4 separate regions of the Mus musculus genome follow, and regions 1, 3 and 4 are each linked to region 2. Evidence: chromatin contacts called from public HiChIP or PLAC-seq, capture Hi-C and promoter capture Hi-C data. All regions are on one chromosome and are shown on one strand. The core of a region is the stretch at or near the end of the contact, and the rest is flanking DNA. Distances in the headings are between cores, read along the strand shown. Region 1 holds the start of Cpeb4 (cytoplasmic polyadenylation element binding protein 4). Region 2 holds the start of Gpr75 (G protein-coupled receptor 75). Region 3 overlaps Sptbn1 (spectrin beta, non-erythrocytic 1). Region 4 holds the start of Sptbn1 (spectrin beta, non-erythrocytic 1).

The links. Promoter capture Hi-C pulls out the DNA fragments that hold promoters and counts their contacts. HiChIP or PLAC-seq counts read pairs in DNA pulled down with a chosen protein or histone mark. Capture Hi-C pulls out chosen DNA fragments and counts their contacts.
Region 1: an H3K27ac HiChIP or PLAC-seq map of SST interneurons shows a contact between it and region 2, with 8 times the contacts expected there. The contact joins the promoter of Cpeb4 here to the promoter of Gpr75 in region 2. A contact is called at or near these places in 2 of 39 promoter capture datasets (embryonic stem cells and hippocampal neurons) and 1 of 115 datasets of contacts at active chromatin or transcription factors (SST interneurons).
Region 3: a contact with region 2 is called in a promoter capture Hi-C map of embryonic stem cells, with 4 times the contacts expected there. The contact joins the enhancer-like site here to the promoter of Gpr75 in region 2. A contact is called at or near these places in 2 of 39 promoter capture datasets (embryonic stem cells and pre-B cells) and 3 of 115 datasets of contacts at active chromatin or transcription factors (embryonic stem cells, large pre-B cells and trophoblast stem cells).
Region 4: a capture Hi-C map of embryonic stem cells shows a contact between it and region 2, with 9 times the contacts expected there. The contact joins the promoter of Sptbn1 here to the promoter of Gpr75 in region 2. A contact is called at or near these places in 3 of 39 promoter capture datasets (cranial neural crest, liver and pre-B cells) and 1 of 9 other capture datasets (embryonic stem cells).

The regions. Positions count from the first base shown.
Region 1 is chr11:31,869,609-31,872,308 of GRCm38.p6, forward strand. It overlaps Cpeb4 (cytoplasmic polyadenylation element binding protein 4), which reads left to right and starts at 1,332. Exons shown (of 10, transcript NM_026252.4): 1 at 1,332-2,700. The coding sequence starts at 2,680.
Region 2 is chr11:30,883,991-30,886,690 of GRCm38.p6, forward strand. Gpr75 (G protein-coupled receptor 75) reads left to right here and starts at 1,368. Exons shown (of 2, transcript NM_175490.4): 1 at 1,368-1,552. It also overlaps a transcript of Erlec1 not described here.
Region 3 is chr11:30,165,070-30,167,769 of GRCm38.p6, forward strand. All of the region lies in intron 1 of Sptbn1 (spectrin beta, non-erythrocytic 1), which reads right to left. Among named protein-coding and RNA genes, the nearest start is that of Sptbn1, 53 kb to the right of the region's middle. Within about 2 kb of position 1,317, at least 109 of the 459 cell types and tissues checked have an H3K27ac peak or open chromatin away from gene starts, as enhancers often do. A contact at or near this core is called in pre-B cells and trophoblast stem cells, where this site is marked.
Region 4 is chr11:30,218,338-30,221,037 of GRCm38.p6, forward strand. It overlaps Sptbn1 (spectrin beta, non-erythrocytic 1), which reads right to left and starts at 1,435. Exons shown (of 35, transcript NM_175836.2): 1 at 1,242-1,435. The coding sequence starts at 1,389.

The sequences.
Region 1 (2,700 bases), core at 82-2,581, 990 kb after region 2:
CCATTCAAGATTCCTCTCTGGTGCTTCCAATCTTCAATGTCAAATCTTTCGAGCAGTGGCTCTCAACCTTCCTAATGCTGCGACCCTTTCATACAGTTACTCGTGCTGTGGTGACCCCTCCCCACCATAAAATTACTTTTGTTGCTACTTCATAACTGTAATTTTGCTACTGTTATGAATTGTAATGTGAACATCTGTGTTTTCTGAGGGTCTTAGGCAATCCCTGTGAAAGGGTCATTGGACACCTCCCTGAAGGCATCACAACCCAGTTGTTGAGAACTACTGTTTTAAGCACTGATTTAGAGACATAAGCCACCAATGTAATATAATGCCATATAAAAGCATGAGCGGTATCGAGGGTCATGTATGCCTGTAAAAAGAGATTCCGAAGGCAGAGTAGGTAGGTTGGAGACTTACTCCTAAAACGAAATGAGAGTTTGCCAAGAGGAGACGACAAAGGCGTGGAAAAAGGCACAGAGAATACTGCCCACAGGACAATACGGAGTTTGGTCTTTATTCTCCAGGTAACGGACTGCCATTTTTAAAAAGGTATGAGCACAACAGGACCGTGACTGGAATTTCGTTTTTAGAAAAATCCCTCCGTTCTGCTTGGAAGGTGGAGTAGAAAGCTAATAGTTGGTGGCTCAGCCATGGACGCCTACAGCATCTGCATCTCAAAGGGAGGATGGGAGAGTAGGTGGTTCGGGTGGAGGAATGGAGACTGAAGGGAATCCCTCCGGAGACGTGCGTTCAGGATAAGGACTATGCAGTTCTAGGCACAGCACAGATGCCGGGAAAACCCGCCTCTCCTTCCATCCCTCGGGGGCGGAGCTCGGGCCAGAGCACGTGATGCCCGGGGCACCCACCTTTACTCAGGGCAGGCCTCTCGTTTATTCTAGGTTTCATGGGTTGCCACTTCGACCCCCAACACTTTAGCTCAGTGTTTCAGTGTGCAAGATGTCCATTCTCTTCCGAGCGTCTCTCTACGGACTTCCTAAGAAGCCTGCTTTGGGAACATAAATCGCAAAGGAATCTTTGCCCATAAAAAAGATGGCGGTGCACCGCTTGCACTGGGTGCGCAGACCCGAGGCCGACGCCGGCCCCGCTGGGCGAGGCGCAGGCGGAAGAGGCGGCTCTGAGATGACCAGAGACCTTCCTGGGTGGAGCTCTGAGGCTGGGAGGCGTGGCCTAGTCGGGATTGTGGTGTCGGATTGGTCTTCCGGCTGCTAGGCGTGGCCTCCGCAGCACCCCGCCCCTCCCTCATCGAACCGGAAGTGTCTCTCGGTCTTTCCAGCTGGTTGTCATTTCACTCGGCTCGGTCCTGAGGAGAAGGACTCAGCCGCGGCTGCGGGACCTGGGCACCGGAGGCAGTGGCGGCGGCGGCGGCGGCGGCAGCGGCGACAGCAGAGGAAGACGAGGAGGAAGAAGGAAGAAAAAGAAGAGCCAGACGGAGTCCGCAACGACGACAGCTGGGACTGCGGGACCGGGGAAAAGCGGCGGCGGCGGCGGCCCAGCAACCGTGAGGAGAAACAAAAGCCTTCTAAATTATAGTTTCCAATCAGTCTAGGGGAAAAGAGAGCGCGAGCCGAGGGGGGAGGCTTTTCTCCTGTAGAGTAACTACGGTAGCGGGGTTTTCCTTTTTGTCCATCCCCCTTCCCCCTCCCCCCGGCGGAGAATCGAACTGAGAGAACTGAACAAACCGCCCCTGGGTCCCATGAGGGAAAAAAATCCCGGAGCCGCAGAGAGGGGAAGAGGCAGAAACCGCAGGACCTTCCAGGTCGCCCCCTTGCTCCCCGCACCCCCGGGCCGCCAGCTTGCCCTTGTCCAGTCTCGCTAATCCCTCCTGATCGCGACACCCCCCAGAGGGAGAAACGGGTGTTTCCAACCCCTTTCATGGGGGAAAGGAGGCCGAGGGGAGCCCAAGAACAGCAAACGCAGCAAGATCTGCACCCGGAGCCCAAGGAACAGCCCCAGAGGCCCACACTGCACCCTACAAAAGAACAGAAACAGGACCAGGAACAGCAGAAATCTCCCTGCAATCATCTTTCCTTTAGTCAAGGCTGATTTCCTCTTTGGCAACCAGAAATTCACCTCCCGCCCCAGATAACCTAATATAATCTATCTATATATAAATATATAATATATAATGTTCTTAAATTATTCCTGATTTTTTTAACCAAGCTGCCAAGAAAAGAACGTATTCACCCCTTAATCCTATTCTAATTTTTATGTGAATCTAAACTGCTGAGGAAGACCATATGTGATTGTTAAATTTTATATATATATATTTTTACTCCGCACAATGCTTATTCTTCTATATCCATAGATGCTTGAGAAGCTGTGTTTTTGTCATTCATGAACATTTTCCTTTGGAAAAAGAAAGCGCCTATTTTACTAACCAAAGACTTGATTTTTACCTTTTTCCTTTTTTATTCCTTCCTTGAAATAAGCCCAATTGGATTCATATCAATATTTTAAGAGGTTTTTTTTTTTAGGTTCTTTTCCATTCAGAGAGACCAGAATTCCAAATCAGAGATACGTAGGGTGATAAGCTGTGATCTTTGAGTTAGCTATAAATAAGATACTTCAAGCAAACATATTTGAGATACAGGGGAGGAAAGACGTGAGACATTAGGTTGTCTTTTTTTTATTGTGAGATTCTGATCCTAAAAATAATAAATGGGGGATTACGGGTTTGGA
Region 2 (2,700 bases), core at 118-2,617:
GGAAAGCTGGGTTTATTGCCTGTTCACGTGCTAGCATATTGTTAGCCATGATTAACTTTTACAGACTTTGCCTTTTGCATTATTGGTATGCCACTGTTTTTATCCAGTATCCTTGCTGCCATATTTTGTGCATGTTATTATTTTGTGTTGCCTTATAACCCCACAAACATTGGTGGAGCCTTTGTCTTTCTCAGTATGAGGTTGGTTTCTCTCAGGTGTATGTACTACTGATGGCTACTAGTAGTTCAGCCTGAACATTTTGTTATCGTTTATGTCCAAATGGAAATTATACAGGCAGTATTTAATGTATTTGGAGAGACATATAATTTGGGTCAGAATTCCCACTCTTAACTGCTAATTCGTGTTTTTTTTCTTCAAATGTTTCTAGGGCCCAGTGTTACCTTTACCAACAACATCTTAGAACCAGTATATTGCCAAGTGTCTGGGGAGTAGAACATGATTTATGTGAAAATTAGTTGGGGGTTTTTCTTGAGCATTTTTTTTCCTAAACATAGTTCGGATTTCACAAATCCCTTCAACATGTTTCTTAGTAAAAAATGGGAAAATTAATAGAATTGTATTAGTATTATTATATTTTATACTTAATTACATTAAGTATAAAGGAAACTTAACAGAAAACGGAAAGGGGTTGTAGTGGCAATGGTGCCACGAAATATTTCACCTGGATGGAATCAAAGTCTTTGATTTCTAACCAAAAAAAAAAAGGGGGGGGACATTTGAATAGCATTCTCTATTTCTTAAGTATTGGATGAGATTAGAAAAGTAGAAGATCATAATTAACCAGGTTAAAATCCTGAAGGAGTTAACAGGGTATGTTTGCCCATAACAACATACTTAGGAATGTTTCTTATATAAGCTAAAGTGGGTTTGTTGTTTTAGACATATTGACTTTGGGAGATGAGAAGCAACGCTCTAATGGTTTATGCTGGTGTTTTAAACAGGACTAGCTGAATTACACTATTGCTTCTCAAGATTTTTACACCCAACACGGTATTTAATAGTACCTGTTTGTTTGTTTTTTTAACTTTGCATCAACCACGTACTTACTATGACCTAAGACACATATGTGTGTTGAAATTGGTTCGATTCAATTTGTCATAATGACTTTAATTATTAAACTGGAACTGACAGCCTAGTTAGAAAGCCAAGGAGATCAGCTTGAAGGCTCTCCGCAGGCACTCTCAGCTGTCTCCTCCTGCCTGGCATCTCTGGTTTTCATTTTTTCCTTGCTGTGTATCAGCGGTCAGTGGCCAATTCACAGGCAGCCCTGGCATATCGGAGCGCACTCCCACTAGGCTGAGGCGGGCAGGCAGGGAGGGTGCCGAGCAGGCGGGGCGGCCACGGTCAGAGGGAGGGGCCGCGCCCCGGGTTCGGTGACTGCGCCGCGCGCCCGGCTCGCCTAGGCTCCCGGGATGCGCGGAGGCGGCAGCGATGGCGATGATGACTCTAGCCCGGCAGCTTCCAGGCCACCGGGCACAGATAGGGTCACTACTGCGACACGGAGGAGGAAGGGCGGCGCTGAGGCCAGCTGGTAGGTGAGAGGCCGCAAGCCCAGACCGGGAGGATCACACCAGGGTTGTGAGGCGAGCGGGAGCGGGGAGAAGGCTAAGCTTGGCCTGGCCTGGTAGGTTGCGCACCTGTGTTCCTGTGCAGCCTTGCTGTAAGCTCTACACAGACCACAACCCACTGCCTGCATCCAGGCGGAGTCCAAGCATCCCTGGACTAGCCTAGGCCTGTGTTTCCTCCAGTTCTAGGGAGCCCCCTACCCGTTACCAATCACAGTTGGGGATAAACCTGCAATCTCCTACTCCTTTAGTCAATAGTACGATAGTACGCAGTGCTCCACAGACTCCTTATCCCTCCACCAGAGACCCAGATCTTTCCCACCCCATCAGCTATTAGCCTCAATGGATAGATAGTTCAGGTGATTAGAAACAATGGGAGGTTTGAAATATCTCACTGACCTTGGGCAAGTTATTTAGCCTCCCCGTGCTTTTCTAGATCCATTCAAATTAGTGGGAATGGGACAGAACTTAGTTTTGTGTGAGGGCTGTGGAAAAAAAAAAAAAAAAAAAAAAAAAGCCTTCCATGAAGAAATTCGGCATTTATTTGGGGTTGGAATACAATGAAATAATCAAGGTCATGAGTTAACTTGTAAGTGTCCTAACGTTTGCTTCAAAAATTAATAATCTCTGTGAGCTCCTAGGGATCCGGGTTAGTTGATTCTGTTGGTCTTGCCCTTCAGCTCCCTCAGTCCGTCAACTTTTAGAATGGGAATAAAACAAACAAACAAACAGCACAGTATTAGAGACCCATCGCCCCTCCCCCCTCCCGCCTTCTCTTCCCCCTGTCCCTCCCTACACCTACTCATGACCCCCTCCCTCCTTCCCTCAGGCTGGCTTTCAAGTAGGTGATACTGCCTTTATGCTCTTGAGAGACTGAGATTACAGGCTACCACATCCAGCTTTTCACATATTTTTTTGTTTATTTGTTTTGCAACAGAGTGTCACTATGTAGCCTTAGCTGGCCTGGAGCTTACTGTGTAGATCAGGCTGGCCTCCAACTCAGAAATCTGCCTCCTTCTGCCTCATGAACACTGAGATTAAAGGCCACATCCATATTTTACTAAGAGTTGACACTAAGCAATTTGTTAGGAGTTCCTCGTTCTTGCTTCCAGTT
Region 3 (2,700 bases), core at 67-2,566, 720 kb before region 2:
GCTGCCCTGAACTTTGTACACCAGGCTGGCCTCAAACTCACTGCCTCTGCCTCTCCCGTGCTGCTATTAAAACCATGAGCCATCCGGCCCAGGAAAAAGGAATATTCTTAATACATCTTCTGCAGCTAGTTAGTGGTTCCCTGGAAATCACAGAGGGAAGAAATCTCTAAGCACAGAAACATAGTCTAAGTAATTAAATATTATTGTGGTGCAATAAACCTCTCACAATTGAAATGTTTTCTAATTGTTCTTTAATGTCTAAAATGTAAATACAATTAGATAAAGATGTCTAAAAAACAAACCTACAGAGTTTGACAATTCTTGTTTTGAACTGTTACTTATACCTGTAAAGCCACAAAATATACAAATATACATATATATGTATATATATGTACACATATATATACATATATATATAAACTGTGCTATTTTAACACAGGAGAATATTTACATAGGAGCTGAAGAGATGGCTGCATGATTAAGAACATTAGCTGTTCTTTCAACAGACCCAGATTCAAGTCTGAGCACCCACATGGAAACTCACAACTGTAACTCTATTTCAGGATATTCCCTGACACCCTCTACTAGCATTACATGATGCACAGACATACATTCAGGCAAAACACCCACTTATATAAGATAATAAAACTTAAAAATTAATATAGTGCTAGTCAAATGGTTCAGCAAATAAAAGCACTGCTACTTGGCCTGATATCTAAATCTAACAGCCCCCTCCCCATATGATAGGAGAGGATTGGTTTCCTCAAGTTCTTATGACCTCCACATATAAACTATGGCATCTACAAAGTCACCTCTAAGTACACACACATATACACACACACACATCAAATAAAAATTTTAAATGTAATCAATAAAACAACTGGTGCTGGAGAGATGACCCAGCAGTTAAGAGCAGTTAAGAACCAGGGTTTTGTCTCCAGTACCCACATGGGGGCTCACAACAATCCGTAACTCCAGTCCTAGGGGATTCAACACCTTCTTTTGACCTCCTTGGACAACAGGCATGCATGTGATACGCATAGATAAAACACTGGGAAAACACTCATACAAATAAAAATATAAAATAAAGCAAAACAGAAAACATTAACAAGATCCAAACAAGGCCAACTGTCATAAGACTAAAAATTTCAAGGACTTATCCATAAAAGCAAAACCTTCCCCACCTCCTCCCTTTTTTAAGGAGGTTGAGAGATCCCAATGAAAGACAAGAAGGGATGGAGATCTTGCTGTTCCTGGAGCAGCATGCACAACGACATAGCAGGAAACCACAAACAAGCAACTGGTCCTACTGATAAGAGCAGCAGCTGCTCTAAGGCAACAGGAGGAAGGAAACTCATCTTCTGACTAGAGTACTCCCTGGGGCTGGTCTGGAGCCTGCAATTCACGTTTGCTGGTTGGCATATAAATAGAACCTGAGTTAAATTTTTTTCCTAACAGTCCCCCAGGACGAACAAAACACACACGTAAACATCTATTCTGAAAGTCCAAGCAGGACTAGGAATGTAGAACACTTGTTTAAGCATTCCTAGGGCCCTACAATTAACACAGTATCACCACAAATCCAAAATGGCACATGCAGCCGATCTGCAGACTATAAAACGAGCTATGAGCTCTATATAACACCTGCACCCTGCATCAGAGGTACAAGCCCATGGACAGAGGGCAGAGTCTGTCTTCTGAGGAGCGCAGCAAGGACAGATACTTTGCAGCTATAAACCCTGAAAGCACACTGAACCCCTCTATGTCCCTGCCAGTTCTACTTCAAAGTGAACCCCTTAAAATCATAATTTATAAGAAGCCAAGACTGTGGAGCAAGTTGGAATTATGGCCACAGCTTCCTCTGAAAATAAGTGGTAGAGAAATGGAACTACCACTGAAAATAAGACCCAGGAGACAATGTGAATTAACAACAGTGTATAGTGCCCAAGTCAGAACTACGTAAAAGGTGTGTAGTTACAGACAAGACTCCATGTGAAATGTTTAGAAGCATTCACGAAGATGGTTCCCTTCAAAACTGCTTCACTTGAAGAAAACTATATTGTAAAGCTGGCAATCCACTGCTTTCTGTCTACACAAAGCATAGCAGGCTGAAGTAGCCAGAGAAAAAAGGCAGGAGGACAGAGGAGCAGCCACTGTTCCTGTGCACCAGTGGAAGCTGTGTTAGGCGCTACCTCCACTAACTCTGTCTCAGGGTTAATTTCAGGAGGAAACTGAGACACCAGTGTTTTGGGTAATTCACCAGAACCCCAAAGAACCTCAAAAGCCTGCTCACACACCACAATGCCCAGGGAAAACAGATACTACTAATTAGCTTGCCAAAGCAAGAGGAAAACAGGAACACAGCTATCCGTCTCCAGCCAGTTTATGATTTTAAGGATCAAATCCATGGAGGGGAGGGACAAAGAAAACATACAGGACTAAGAAGATGATAGTCTGTCCTGACTTCCATCTCCAGCACCCATGTGAAAGACTGCGTGTGGTGGCATGTCCTTGTAGCACTGGGGAGACACAAAGAGGTCAGCTGTGGGTCTTGCTGGCCAGCCAGTCTAGCCTTAAGTAGTAAGTGCTGGGGTCAAATAAAAGGTCTCAAAAATGAGGTGGATGGCACACAAAAAATGACAGCTGAGGTTGTCCTCTGGAGCCCACAATCAATGTTCACACATGTTGTATCTATCTACA
Region 4 (2,700 bases), core at 185-2,684, 670 kb before region 2:
AGACAAATTATGAAGGCGCAGTTACTAAGTGGAGGGCTCCAACAAATGAAGAATAACTGAGATACTGTCCTATAGCAGTTAGCACATGGCTTTGTTGAGCCTGCTTTGCATGAGACCAACCTCCACTTTCCCTGTCTCCCTCCATCCATCTCTCTTTCTCTTATTTGAGACAGTGTCTTACCACATCAATCTTAGCTGGCCTAAAACTTGCTAGGTAAACCAGGCTGGCCTCAAACTCACAAACATCTGCCTGCCTCTGTTTCCTGAGTGCTAGGATTAAAAGCATGGCCACCACACCTGGCCCCTGTCTGATATTTTACGATAATCCCTTTATTCTCCTTTAATTCTATCACATGCTGCTGCTGTTACTTGTTTTTGTATGGCAAGGATGAAATGAGGGCTCTGTCCATGTTGAACAACTGTGTTTTCTACTAGCAAACACATCTCTTTAATTCAGAGTACATGCATCTCTATTCTTGGCAAACAGAAATGACTTGACTAAAAATAATCATGAATTCAGGATTCTTTTCAAAGAATCCAATCAGCAGACACAGAATAAATGTTTAGCTCCCTTGTTTCCTGAATACTTTCTTGTGGGTTTCTAGTTCATGTGAATCATGTCAAAAGTACTGACAAACTTACAATTTAATAATCAAGGCACCTATTATAATAGACTTTGTATCGTAAACTAGAATATAATTGGAATAACTACTTAACATCTACCTGGCATGGTTTTTCTCTAGAAAATGAAACTGAATGGGAATGATCAGTGGCAAACCTACTCATTAACAGCATTAAATATGGCCTTCCCACAGGACACTGCTACTTTTCAGATCTAAAGCCCTTGTAACAAGGTACTTACCAACCTCTCACCGAAAAGATCAGCTAATCTGCCACTGGCATTACGTATACAGCCAAGTTGGATATTTTATATAAATATAGTATGTTAAAACACTTGAAATTAAAGATGTGTTAGAATTAAAAAATCCTTACAAACTCTTAGCAGCTCTTTCTAAATTGCTGTAAACATTATTTACTGTGTTCTAAACTATGTTGGTCATTAAGTTCGGCAGCTCTCCAAAAGTAAATGTCTTATAAAAGGGTAAGCAAGCTCTCATAGGATATGTTAAAGCAGGGAGAGGTCAACTTCAAGCAAGACAGCTTAAAAGAGAAATGGTTGATGTTCAAGGGACTACAGAACATCTGGTGACAGGTGGGACATACAACATCAGGACACTTACCTGCCAGGGCCTTGATGCGGGAGCGCTCAAAGAGCCTTGCAGAGCTGTTCTCATTGTCCCAGTCATCCACATCCCAGCGGTTGTTCACATCACTGTACTGCTGCTGGATCTCAATGTTGTCATAGTCTGTGGCTACCGTGGTCGTCATCTTGACTGTCTCAGCTGCTTGTCCACATCAGTTACTTTTCAGAGTTCTGTGAGTAAAAAAGGAAAAGCACAGGTGTGTATACAAAGTGTACATCCTCTATACACCTGCTGGGGTGATAATAAGGAAAAACTAGGACAGTCACTGCTTGTCCAGATGTGCCTTCTAGAGCCAAGGCCAGTTCTGAACTTTGGCTCTGCTTCATAGCACATGTGTGACCTCGGTCATGCTACTTTAATGCTTTCCCCAAACCCGGAGGAGGGAGAAGACTGAAGGAAACACTGGGTGCCAAATTAATGTTCTTTCCTAAAGGAGTTTAAAGTGTCTGGGCAGTGATGGTGCACACCTTTAATCCCAGTACTCAGGAGGCAGAGGCAGGCTGATCTCTATGTGTCTGAGGCCAGCCTGGAGTACAAGACAGCTATGGCTACACAGAGAAACCATGTCTTGAAAAAAACCAAAACAGAGCAAAATGAACCAAAAAAGTTTAAGGTGAAGGTTTAATGTTTTATCAGGGCTGTATCAGCATCTACATGGATCTTTTTAAGTGAATTCCCTTAGTTTTATTGTCTATTACCGTTTAGTTTTTCCTTCATAAGCTACTATATAAGAAAAACTAACAAATCATTCTGTCTCTATGTCTCATTTACATATTAGAATTGATGCCTAAGGTTAAGATGGAAGCATATGGCAACAAAGATAGTATCCATGCATAGTAAATACTCAATAGGTATTATAATTATTTATACCATTGTTACTATAAATTCTAGGACCAATACCAATAGTAATGCCCACTCCTTTAAAGCCCTTGAGGATAATGGTGGGTTTTTTTTTTTTTAAGGAATAACTATGAAATAAGCTCTGGCTCACTAAAGTCTTCACTTTATCAATGTATTCTTGGAGGATCAAGAGAAATATGTTTAGTTTTAAATACAGTTTCTCCATTCAATACAGCTATTACTCACATGCAGAACCCAACCATATTGAGGAATTACTACATGATCAGCAGTGCTCTAGATTCCTGGGGAGAACAATAAATGACACAAGTGTTACATCCTCATAGAAGGGAGACCAAAAACACACACACACAAAAGCCAGAGAGTTTAAGGAAAATAAAATACAAACAGATGAATTTGAAACTGGCTATTTTAGACTGGTCAGAAATAAATACTCTGCTTAGTGTAGGTCTCGGTGTCTAAAAGGTACAGATCATGGCCAGATCAAGAAGAATGGCACACCAGACAAAGGTACACCAAGGTATGCTCAGTATAGTTGGAGTCAGGTGTGCAGAGGGAAAGGTAAGGAGAGACAAGG